Linked DNA regions of Hordeum vulgare: region 1 is linked to region 2. A link is a contact called in public Hi-C data. All regions are on one chromosome and are shown on one strand. Each heading gives the region's core, a stretch centred on a gene start, on an enhancer-like site or on the middle of the called end of the contact. The rest is flanking DNA. Distances are from core to core; before and after follow the strand shown.

Region 1 (6,772 bases), core at 2,276-4,775, 190 kb before region 2:
CGTCGTTGTCGTGAGTCCTCCACGTATGCCTGCTCCTCGTCCAGCGTCGCACCAAGCCAGACGGGTAGCGCGTTGACCCACTCGTCCATGTACCTGTCCCATACATATTGCTCGGGCTTGATGGGGGTCAGCCCCGGCTCGTCCTTGGTGGGAGACAACGGGACCAGCGGCGGCACTACACAGTCGCCGTCAGCGGAGAACGTCATGGCCTCCGCGAGCCGCGCCTAGTGCGTTGCCTCCTCCTCCTTGCGTCGCTCTTCCTCCTCGCTTACATGGAAGACAGCCGCGAGCTCCTTCTGGTTGGCGGTCTCCGCCTCCTGGTCCTCGTTGCGCTCGGTGAGGGGCGGCGGGATGCCAGCCCGCACGTCGCGAACGCCTCGTCGATGTTGTTCCTCGTGCTCAAACGCAAACCAGACCTCTCAATCGGAAGAGTCTGCAGCGTAGGTGGGGGTGAGCCATTGCTCCAGCATCAACTGCTGCCACCGGCGATGCACCTCCTCCACGCGTGCCCGTACCGACCGCGGCACCATTGGCAAGTCATGTGGCAGCGTGATGCCGGGGTAGGGGAGGGGGATGCAGTGCTCCAAGTGCCACCTTGCCGGTGCACTCGGATGCTTATCCATTGCCGAGGTGAGTGGCAAGACGACAACAGAGGCAGGAGGAGCATGCGCGAAGGGCCGGCGGAGGCCTTGTCCTTGTGTCTTGCCGCCTGAGAAGAAGCCCTTGGTGGCTAGGGTTGTCGCCTATGGGGGAGCAGAGGGGTGGCTAGATGGGGACACACATGTGGATGAGGATGAGGACCCCCCCTCCCGCATGCTCGGATAAAAAAAGGTCGTCCACAGTTGCTGACGCATGGGCCCGCGCTCAACGGTCATCATTAATAAAGACACATGCGGTAGTTGACTCACCACCATGTGGGGACACGATGGACACCGAGAGGACGTGCAACGCGTCCGCGCTTACGCATTTCAGACCCAAATTTGGGTCGGAAATGGGTCCGTACGGACGTGTTTTGGCAATGGGTCGGCACGTTGGGCCATCATTTTTGTCCGCAGTGAGCCAAACATACGGTGGCGGACAAAATGGGTCTCCGCATCGCGTCGACTCAAACACACACTATTTTGTGTGTTTTTCGTCCTTATGGATCGACTGTCTGCTCGTCATCCATTCCGTTTTGCTTTGGGTCGGTAGTGCGCCCAACGCGTTGATCCATTTCATGTCCGCACATAATTTTTAGAAGGCCCGTAATCATAGATCATGCCATTGGCCATGCCATCATAGAAAGTTCATGTTAGCACTATGTTAGCGGCCGACACATGCGAGCCTCCAAAAAGATTCACCGCATAGTTCATGTTGACGCACTTGCCATCGGCCGACGCACATGCCACCACACAAAAAGGGGCAGGAGTTCAACCACGCCATCTCGGCCATAATAATGCCAACACACTTGCCGACATCCAAAAAAGGATGACGCTCTCCCTCATAGATCACTCGTCATCGAACTTGAGCATGTCGGCCTACATTTTCTCGGACCATGGCCTCTTCCTCGGTGTCACCGCGCACAAGTCCACCTTCATGATCTCCAGCCCCGTCATCATGCTAGCGAGCGCCTCTTCTTTTTTCCTTGGTATTGACATTGACAGACTCGATCTCGAGCATCTTCGCTTGCTTCTCCGCCTACATCTTGAGCATCTTCGTTTGCTTCTCTGCAACAAGCCGAAGCCTCCTCCTTTGGATCTCCATGAAGGTGTTCATTTGCTCTTCATTGTCTTGCCAACACTTTTCCTTCCTTATGTCCTTCTTGCTCATCATGTCCTCCAAGGTGGCATGCAAGGCAATCGAAGCCGCATCACGCTTGTCTCCTTCTTGGAGATGGTCTTCCCCCGTGGTCGTGGCTTCTCGTCCTCACCATTCTCCATGACGGCTTCATCCCCCCATGCACCTTGATGGCGGCATATTGTGTCTTAAACTTCTCGTCCCCATTGATGATCATCCAACAATGGGTGAGATTGAAGGGCTTGCCATCATGTTGGGCCTTGAATGCCTCCAAATCTTGAAATGCCTACAAATGAATAGCATGCAAGCATATTGGCAAATGGACATGTAGGCACAATGAAAATAGATACGAAGAGGGGCCAATATATGCCATATGTTTGATGCCGAGGCCGCTCACGGGATGTGCTTCGATGCTCTTAAGGATTACACAAAACTTGTTGCACTCTTGTTGTATCACCCTCCATCGCTTCAAGAGAGACACCCACCCGCGCTTGTTCTCCATTTGGGACGACATGAACTTCTTGCGTTCATGGTACCAGTGTGGCGTCGAGGTTGATGGCCATGGGAGCGGGCGTGGACGGCGCCACCATGCTCACCTTCGGCGAGCATTCCTCAAAGAAGCGAGAGGCGTGCAGATAGACATGGAAGCCAAGAATCGACAACGGCAGATGCGCGTGATGACTCTGGTAGTACCACCCGAGGGAATGTTGACGACCCCGTGCTGGCCGCGACCACAGCGGTGCTGACGAGCCCGTGATGGCCAAGGTTTAACCCTAGGAAGAGCAGGGCCTCCTTCGTTGCCGCGACTACTCGGGTATTGGTTTCCTGCTGCTGTGCAGCGATGACCGTGACTTCGAGCTTGCGGTCCTAGGCGTGCTTCAAGTCCTTCCTCTTGGTGGAATGCATGGCTCACTCCTCGGGAGTCAACTACTTTTCTTGGGCGGCGTCGCTGTCTTGCGAGGCGCGGGGGACTTGCCTTTGACGGAGGCGACAGAAGAGAGGGAGGCGAGGCCGGTGGGGGCGTCGAGGGTCGGCACATCGACCATGGTGAGTGGCTGGGATCTCAAGCGTGCGGGAGTTTTTTTTTGGAAAAATGAGGATGAGAAATAGGTCGTGTCGTGTCCGCGCCAACGTAAATAAGGCCCAAATTTAAGCTGAAAATGGGTCGGCAGACGCAAAAAAAAAATGGACGCTCGTCCATTTGGATCCGGGCGTTGGGCTGAATTTTGTGTTCGTTTTGACCCAAACAAATACACATGAAGGAAATGGATTGGTGGGAGTTTTTTACTAACACAGTACGGACGAAAGCGCTCATATACACGCCCATACACTCATCTTTTTGAACGCACACATGTACATCCTATCCCTTTGAGCACCTCCGTAAGACTGAGCCGGCATATCATCTTGAGATTTATAAAGTTAGTGTATGCGTCTCGACGTCGACGGAAACGTCTCCTTTACTAAAAACGTATCACTGAAAATCTTAAAATAAATTTAGAAATAACACACACATCAAGACTTAAAACCTTGATAGTTTAAGGATATCAGTGTTTTTTTAATCATCCAATCACAGTTTGATTTACATCGTTGCGTTGGAATTGCAGTAACATCTTTTTTCCAAGGAAGCAAAGTCAATGTCCAATATCCCATGTTCAGGCAACGTGAACGCACATGGGCCGCGAGCACTAGTCGTAGAGGAGCCCGAGAGAGCGTGTCGCAACAACTTCGTCTAAATGCGCGAGTCGTAGTCAACAAGTCCGAATCAGTGCTTAGATACTCTTGGTAGCCTGTCTACATGGCTACCTACATACTACTGCTTCATAGCAATACACGGGATTTGGCTGTTGACGACTTGAGATAGGGGAGCAGCAACCGATCCTGTTGTTTGTTTATTTCCTTTTCTTTTTGTCGGTGTTCTTGCTGTTGGGGGTTCACTGTACCTACGAATAAATACGACTGTTTAACACAGTTTGGCGCGAGAGTATATACATACCATCGTGTACTCCCTCCCTTCCTAAATATAAGTCTTTTTAGAGGTTCCACTAGTGGACTACATACGGATGTATATAGACATACTTTAGAATGTAGATTCATTCATTTTGCTTCGTATGTAGACCCCTAGTGAAATCTCTTAAAAGACTTATATTTAGGAACGGAGAAAGTAGTTAGCAAGTACGTATTTTAATTGCTGTGATGTTGACTGACCACACGAAATTAGGTACAACGAGAGATCATCTGTGCGTGTACCAAATTTATGGAACATTTTGATTTCATTGGTAGATGACTAGCAACATAGCCTTTGTGTTGCAACGAAACAAAAGAAAAAATAACATACTCTTAATCCAATAACCACGACTTAAGACCATAATAGAATCATGTCCTTTTAGCGTGGCATCATATTTGTGTTGCCGTTTATATCCTCCTTCTCACCTTTTTAGTGGGGCATCATATCTCTGTTGTCATCATATATTTGTGTTCTTTTTGTATTCCTTCTTTCGTTTTTCTTGAGCGTGATTGTGTTATTTCCACCCAACACTTATTTCGTTATCCTACTTGCGATACGCTAAGATGCGACCCTTTACCCCTTTTGAGGCCTCGTCCCTAAATAAGAAAAGTACCGCATCTTGGTCGTTACAGAAAGTAAAGATCATTTTTATTGAACCTTGTTTTAATGGAAGAATGGACCGGGGGGCCATAGGTTGACTAGAGACATCTCTCTCGAAAAGAAGGCAAATGTCATGGTAACAAATTACTGTTGGGCGATTGACAAGAATAGCAATGAGTATGACTATGATCATTCATGACATAATCTCATCAGTAGACTGTTAATCCAACTGCATCTACTACTATTACTCCATCCCAAGACCGCTATCCAGAAAGCATCTTAAAGCATTAATTTCAAAGAAACAGAGTAATACTTTAAGCACGATGACAAATGTAGACACGAAGAAACGTAGCAATAAGATACAATCTCACCGGTTTCTTATTAGTGGCAACAATATAATATATGTCTTGTCCCCATTCTATAAATGGGATATAGAAATCAACACAAGAATGACTCCACTACTATGCACCACTTCCTCTGGTGAAGATCTACCAATCAATCTTCGCCGGAGAAGACAAATAGATCGAAAATCATACATACAACAAATAAGTTATAAAGTATTAAAATAAATTAAATGAACAATCTGATCATAAACTCAAAATTCATCATGTCCCAATAAACATATTGCAAAATTACATCGTATCGATCCCAATTAAACAGGGAAGAAGGGGAACATGGCATTGAAGATACAGAAAGAGAGAGAGAAGTAACCATCTTTCTACTACTATGGAGAAGTAGGTCCTGAAGAAAGTACTCACACATTGTCGTGCAGGTAACAAGGATGATGAAGATGCCTCCTCCAATGGATCCCCTCCAACAAAACTCCAAAACACGGCTCATGAAGGCTTTGGAATAGAGGCTTGCGGCAGCGATATTTCTCTTTAGAAAGAACGATAGTGGTTTGTTATTTATAGGAATTTACGGCAATGGAATTAGTTGAAAAAGTGGATCAAGGGGTCCCAAAATCCTAGGTGACACGACCACCGCCTGGCTGTGCCACATGGGCTTGTGGGGCCTTCGTGACTCCTCTCGATGACTCCCAAAGCTTCGAGTGTTCCTTATGGTCCATAAAAATCATCAAAAATGGCATCATGTTTGAACCATCGCAGGTATTTTTTTTTGTAGAACGAAAAACAAGAAAAAAATAGAAACTCACACTTGGCACTAGATTAATAGGTTAGTCCTAAAATAGTACAAATTGCTATAAAAAGTATATAAAAGCGATAACATCCCTAATCTTCATTACAAATATGTTTTAGACGTAGAACACCCAAGCTTGATTCCTGTTAGTCATTGATACGTCTCCAATGTATCTATAATTTTTATTGCTCCATGATATTATATTACCAATCTTGGATACTTTATATGCATTTATATGTTATTTTATATAATTTTTGGGAACCAACCGATTAACCTAGTGCCTAGTGATAGTTGATGTTTTCGGCATGTTTTTGGCTTTTCAGGAAATCAACACCAAACTACAGCGGAACTTTTTGACAGTTTTTTCTCGACAAAAATAAGACATGGAAGCTTTGGAGGGAGACCGAGGGCCACACAGGGTGGTTCCAAGCCAATATGGCGCGCCCAGGGGGTTGGCTACACCCTCATGGCTTGGGACCACCTCCGGTCGGCTCTAATATTGGGAAAACATCGAAGAGCCACCCGGATCACTTTCTCCGCCATCATAAGCTTCGGTTCCACCATGATCCCATCTGGAGCCCTGTTCACATGCCCTGCCGGAGGGGGATCAATCACAAAGGGACTCTACATCAACCTCGTTGCTCCCTGATACGTCCCAAACGTATCTATAATTTCTGTTTGTTCCATGCTCTTTTGGGTGACATTGTTATATGTTTTGCTACACTTTTATATCTTTTTACACATATTTGGACTAACCTACTAACTCAGTGCACCCAGTGCCAGTTTCTGTCTTCTGATGTCTTTTAATTGCAGGGACTTTACCCTAATTTACAGAGCCTCAAAAATCCCGAGAATATATATAAAAACAGCGTGACGAAAGCTTCACGAAACACCAAGGTGGGCCATAGGGGAGTCGGGCCTCACCCAGGCGGCAAGCTTGCGCGGGCTCCCTGCTGGCCGCGCCACCAGGCCGCCTGGTTGGAGGGTCCACCCCCTGGCGCCCTCCTTTGGCCTATATTTATCCCTCGGACGGAAAACCCTAAAGATATATCAAGAATCGTTAATTTCTCCACCTTGCCGCCGTCGCAGCGCTTCCGAGATCGGGAGCGCCAGAAGACCTCTTCCTGGCACCCTGCCGGAGGGAGGACTGACCTCCGGGAGCTTCTCCACCACCATGGATGCTTCCCGGACGTGTCATGAATAGTCCTCCTTGGGCCATGAGTCCATGACCAGTAGCTATGTGATGTCTTC
Region 2 (6,406 bases), core at 248-2,747:
TGCTAGAACGCATACGAAGCGAGACCCGAGATTCGAAGCATGTCGGACCCTTGAGAGGAGATGTCGATGAGTTTGTAGCCGGGTTGATAGTGTGGGGTAGTAGCGAGTAGTCGTAGATGCTTGCTTTGGTGGTGTGGCAATAAAACGCATGTAAATAACTCTGTACCAAACAATGTGAAGGGAGTCTTTCATATCCTTCTTTAATATATGATACGCACACTCGTGTGTATTTGAGAGAGAAAAAATAGATGCTTAGTACGTATGCGAAGATATAATGAACAGGTGCGTCATGTCAATAAATATATTTCTATATAAATATACAAAAAATGATTTGGAAGATGAAGATACCACTCAAAAATAAAATCTTTGTGTGGTACTTCGCTGAGGAGTCATTTTTATTAAAGATAACCTTACTTAGAGGAATTGGCATGGAAGTGTGTAATGTATTTTTTGTCATCATGATGAGACCATAAGAAGCTTGTTCTTCCTATGCAGATTGGCTCCTTCTGTATGGCCAGTCATTCAATTAGCTTATGGCTTATGTTCAAGGACGAATTTAGGGGGGGGGGGGGGGTCTAGTCCTCCCCCTAACAAATTAATTCTTCTTCTATGATATCGGTTGTTGCAGCCAAAAAAATCACTCCATGTGAGCTTTGGCCCCTCCATGAATAAACTTCCCCCGCATGAATGAATGTTGGCTTCGTCCCTGCTTGTGTTCTCCACGTAATGTTGCTAATATTTTTGTCAACTGGTTACATGAGATCAATAACAAGTTTAGAATTCTTCTCAAGGTGACAACGCTTGTCGTGATTTGGTCATTTTGGCTACGTAGGAATGATAAGATTTTTAACGATAAAGTTCTTCTCTCTTCAAGTTATCTACAGGTGCACCGGTATGCTATGTTTATGGTCGTTTCTACAACGTATGAATAATCAAAACCTGTTTACCAACATGTGTACATGCTTGGAGGCTACAACGATGGATAGTTTTACCCGATATAAACAGTAGCAAGATCTTCGAATTGGCCCTACTACGTCTTAGGCGTTATACAGTCTCTTCATGATTACTTGTATTTTGATATTTTTGATTTTTTTAGAACTTGAATTGGATTATGGTTGTGTGCATCTCAGTTATGTAGAAACCGTATGTAATGCTTAAATTTTTAAATGATAAAATGTTCTTTATCGGCAAAAGTATAGAAGTGAAGAGGTGCGTTATGTGGATAAATATGTATGTGCACGTAAGCGAAGATGTACAGAATATATACAAGGTCAATACATTCCAACAGACTCTACCTTGCACTGTGCGAGATAGGAGATAAAGAGTAGATTTTGTATGCGAGTTAAAGGAATACGGTGTCGTTATTTGGCTAAAAAAGGGAATACGGTGTCATTTAGGCTTAACGAGATTTATAATATGATTTGATATCCCACTTGCTTCAACCCGAGGCAAGACAGGATGACAGGATGCATATAAGGACTACGAGGTAAGGCTGGCTGTAATAGAAAACACTATTCTTTGCTGTGTGCGAAGCGGGGGATCACACAGAGTGGGAGAGGGATCGATTACAAATGGCTGGCCTATTTAGTGAGGGTGCAGCGTTCCGGTTTTAGGATTTTCTAGAGGTTCCTAGTTGGGTTTTTCGGTTTTGGGAAACTTCTAGAAAGTTTCTGAACCGGCTTTTTCCTTTTCCATTTTTTTTGTTTCTTTTTTCTCTTTTCTATATCTGTTTCAAAAAATATTTTTGGATTGTCTAAAAATGTTATCGATTTTAAAAAATTGTTATGTATTTTCCAAAAGATGATATTGGTTTTAAAATTTGTTCTAAAGATTCAAATTTGTTCTCTGTTTTAAAATATGTTCTTAACATTCAAAAAAGGTTCGTGCTTTAAAAGTTGTTCCGCTTTCAAATTTGTTCGGGTTTTATTTCAAAATTGGTCTCCGTTTCAAAATTTCGTTCTCAAGACTAAAAAAATATTCGTGCTTGAATAAATTATTCGTGCTTCCAAATTTGCTCAGGATTTTCAAACTTGTTCTCGGTTTCAAACTTTATTCTCAAGATTCAAAAAGTGCTCGTGTTTTAAAAATTTGTTCACGCTTCCAAATTTGGTTGGGGTTTTTAAAAATTGTTCTCCGTTTCAAAATTTTGTTCTTAAGATTCAAAAAATGTGCACGCTTTAAAAAAATGTTTGCGCTTCCAAATTTGTTCAGGATTTTTAAAAAATTGTTCTCAAAATACAAAAAATATTCGTGCTTTTAAAATTTGTTCGTACTTCCAAATTTGTTTAGGGTTTTTCAAAAATTTGTTCTCAAGATTCAAAAAATGTTTGTGTTCAAAAAACAATCGCGCTTCCAAATTTGTCCATGATTTTTCAAAATTATTCTCGGTTTCACAATTTGTTCTCAAATTTTAAAAAATGTTTGTGCTTTAGAAATTTGCTCGCACTTTCAAATTTGTTCGGGGTTTTTCAAAATTGTTCTCCTTTTCCAAATTTTGTTCTAAAGAGTCAAAAAATGTTTGTGCTTTTAAAAATTGGTCGTGCTTCCAAATTTGTTCATGATTCAAAATTGCTCTCGGTTCTAAAATTTGTTCTCAAAATTCAAAAAAAGTTCGTGATTTAAAAATTTGTTCGCACTTTCAAATTTGTTTGGGGCTTTTCAAAATTTTATTCTCAAGATTCAAAAAATGTCCGTTCTTTAAAAAAATGTTCACACTTCCAAATTTGTTCACGATTTTTCAAAATAGTTCTTCAAATTTGAAAAATGATTTTGCTTCAAATACAAAAAAAGTAAAAAACGAAAGAAAAAACAAACCAAAAAAAGAAATAAATAGAAAATGAAAAAAGTAACAAAAAAGAAACAAAACTAGGCTGGCCCAGTGGGGGCGCCTGCCTTGTGCGGCGGAGGAGTCCGTGCCGCAATGAGCGGCAAGTAGGAGCTCCTGGCTGTAATGGGGTATCACGGGAGAGGTGTTTTGGCCTGAAAAATAATAGTAATATTTTCAAAAAATTCTAAAAACGATTATAGATATTTGTGTTAGTGTCTCAAGCATGTTTGACAATTTTCATGCGAAAATGGAGTAGTGATGTTTCGTTGGTGAAAAAAAACAAATTTGGATGTGACATTTTGGGGTATATCTCGCCTTGGGCCGGGCCCTAAAAATCCCACAGCAGAAAACTAAGGCCCGGGCACTACCATCGGGCCTCCTTTGAAGCCTAAGCCCGGCCCATCTGTCGAAAAGCTCGTCGGGCTTGGGGCCATGGGCTGGGCCTCTTCCTTAAAATCCTAATATGTCAAGCCCAAGTCCAGCCCGGGCCTGCTGGTGGGCTCTAAACTTAGGTCCAAGCCCGGCCCACGGGCAAGCCCATAGGGCCTAGGCCCTATATTTTGGGGTCGGTCGGGCCGGAGATGCCTAGGTATATTTTGGGGTAACAATCCATGTTTAATTTGCTTTTTTGTATAGGCAAAATGCTTTACCTTTTTAGCCTAACAATTTTGAGGTAGCATTTGGATGTGACAAAGAACACATAATATTTTTGTTAGAATTGTTTTGACATATTAAAATTCATTTTTCATGGACAGGAGCACGCGCTTCCGGGAGCCGAATTGCATTTTGATGTATCATATATTAATATCATGCATATGATACTAGTGTATGATACTACATTCATAGTGCATAATACATTCATAATGCATAGTATTATACTAGAAGGATTGGACGCGCTTTGCTGCGTTATTGAATTTGTATGGATTTTCAAATTTCGTTAATCATTCTACTTCAAAATATATGGTGTATTACTTTTTTGAAAGTCAAACCTCTTTGAATCTGATTAAATTCGTAGAGAAATATATCAGAGTTCATAATATTAAAACAGTGTTATTATTAGATTCATCAGAAAATGAATTTTCATTTTTTTTTAATATTGTGGAAGTCAACATTTTTGGCTCTCAACTTGGTCAAAAGTATAGAAATTTGAATTTTCAAAAATACTAATAATCCTTATATTTTGTGTGATTTTGATATGAGGTTCACGTTTGTTGTTTCCGGATGGTCCGGATCTGTTCATGACACACGTGTATGGAGCGATGCCATAGTTCGTTACGATCACTTTCCACAACCCCCAAAAGGTAATCTCTCTCATGTGTCCATATAGTAATATTCAACATGGTATGCTATAAATTTTTAATGTCTTATGTTGATGTCCTATTGTAGATAAATATTATCTTGTCGACTCCGGATATCCAAACAGGGTTGGTTATCTAGCACCATACAAAGGGCAACGATACCATGTATCATATTTTCAACAACACCCGCCAGTTGGGAGATATGAGACGTTCAACCATCGACATTCTTCTTTGCGAAATGTCATCGAAAGAACATTTGGTGTTCTGAAGATGAAATGGCGAATTCTCAAAGACATACCTCGGTACAAACCGGAGACCCAATAAATGATTGTCACTACATGCATGTGTCTCCACAATTGGATCCGTGATAGCAAGTTACGTGATGAGCATTTCGACAAGTTTGACAATGATGCATACGTCAAACCTCCATTGCCGTTTACACGTGCCAACGCTCTACCACCAAAAGATGATGGTACCATAAACGCAACACGTGAGTCGATTGCTGCTAGTCTTGTACCTTGAGAGTATTCTTTTTTTTAGTTTATGCACTTGCCGTCATGAACAAAACTTTAAACCCATTGTAATATTTAGCATTTTTTATGACATCCGTAAAATACACTTTTGTTAAGTATTCGATAGTTATAGTAAATTAATACACAACCTGTACAAGAAGAAATTGATTCTTAATCGTAAAATGCTTGCACAAGTAGCTGTATCAAAAAAAAAGGAATTTAACTCTTTCATGCTTACTTTAACTAGTTATTTCGGTTTTCTACTGGCTGCTTTAACTATAACCCCAGCTCTATTTATTGGCTTGAACAAGATAAGAGTGTTAACAATTCATCAAACAACTTTCGTCTAAGGACAGTACAGACATTTCAATACAACAACACTTTTCAAAATCTAAAAGTACAATCTCTGAAAAGAACTCGACGACAGATTCTGGAAGAAGCTGATTCTGGAAGAATTTTTCATAATCCTGATTCTCTAGAATACAGGGTGAAAAGAACTGGGCCTTAATATGATACGGTATCATGATATGATATGATACTCAACCTTTTTTCTGCATTTAATTCTCACCTCATCAAAATTACCTACTCCCTTCGTTCCTAAATACAAGTTTTTTAAAGAATTCAATAGTAATTACATACAAAGTGGAACCTCTAAAAAGACATATATCTTTTTAAAGAATTCAATAAATCTCATAAACCTACACCGTAAAGTATGTCTATATACATCCATATGTAATTCACTAGTGGAACCTCTAAAAAGACATATTTATAAACAGAGGAAATACTTCCTCAATTCCTAAATATAAAGTCTTTTAAGATATTTCACGACGAACTACATACAGATGTATATAGATATATTTTAAAGAAACTATATACGGATGTATATAGATATATTATAGATTCTTTTATTTGGCTTCGTATGTAATTCATAGTAAAATCTCATAAAAGACTTTGTATTTAAAAACAAAAGGAGTAGTTGGCATGCATGATGATACTTTCATTACGACCAGCGCGAAAACGCAAGTGCTTCTGCATCTTCGATCACACCAGAAGGCACAGATTGGTTCAGAAGTTCCAGCCGCTACAGACATAAATTTTGTGATGTAACATCGACGAAACACACGACATTGATTACATCAGTCATCATTCCGATAGAAGCAACAGCTGCAGGTAGACACTTAACAGAATATGCGAATAAAGCTACCCATGCTAGTACAAGTAGAACCCTCTCCAACAGAACTCTTCCCAGCCTTCACAGAGCACATTCCGGCAACCGAAACCATCGACTATAATGGATACTGCAGACAGAACACTTGCACTTCCTGTAAAATCTTAGGCGCCGAAACATGCAGGCACGTCTGAGTTCAGAGGCAGGAAAAGGGATCGTCAGAAGACAAATCTGATCCCGCTTCAATGCTCCAAGAACTTCCGATAGGATTGCCACTGATCTCGAGTCGCACTTTGCAGTTCGTATTGGCCCAGCTAGCACAGCTAAGATCCCCCAGTTTGGCAACCACCATCTGCCTCTCGGTGTAAGTTAGGTCTTGTTTAATTTGGATGATCAGCCTCTCCAGCTTTGGTGCGTTCTCCACGATGAACATGATGAAATCAAACTCGTCATCATTCCCTTGTAGCTCACAGAAAGACAGAGTTTTGAGGTGCGACCCGACACACTCAATAGGACTTGTCCCCTGCCAGAACTTGAGACTGCGATTGCTGGTGGTTTCAAGAAAAGACTGCAATTCGGGTAAGCAAACAATTCAGCTGCA

The links. A called contact is a pair of places that touch in the nucleus more often than the background predicts.
Region 1: a contact with region 2 is called in a Hi-C map of leaf, with 4 times the contacts expected there. The contact joins two enhancer-like sites. A contact is called at or near these places in 3 of 6 Hi-C or Micro-C datasets (leaf and seedling).

What each region holds. Positions count from the first base shown.
Region 1 is chr6H:110,750,329-110,757,100 of MorexV3_pseudomolecules_assembly, reverse strand. No RefSeq gene overlaps it. Among protein-coding and RNA genes, the nearest start is that of LOC123404768, 95 kb to the right of the region's middle. Within about 2 kb of position 3,525, at least 2 of the 3 cell types and tissues checked have open chromatin away from gene starts, as enhancers often do. A contact at or near this core is called in leaf, where this site is marked.
Region 2 is chr6H:110,561,267-110,567,672 of MorexV3_pseudomolecules_assembly, reverse strand. It overlaps LOC123402493 (putative FBD-associated F-box protein At1g05080), which reads right to left. Exons shown (of 3, transcript XM_045096416.1): 3 at 5,698-6,373. The coding sequence ends at 6,002. Among protein-coding and RNA genes, the nearest start is that of LOC123402493, 11 kb to the right of the region's middle. Within about 2 kb of position 1,497, at least 2 of the 3 cell types and tissues checked have open chromatin away from gene starts, as enhancers often do. A contact at or near this core is called in leaf, where this site is marked.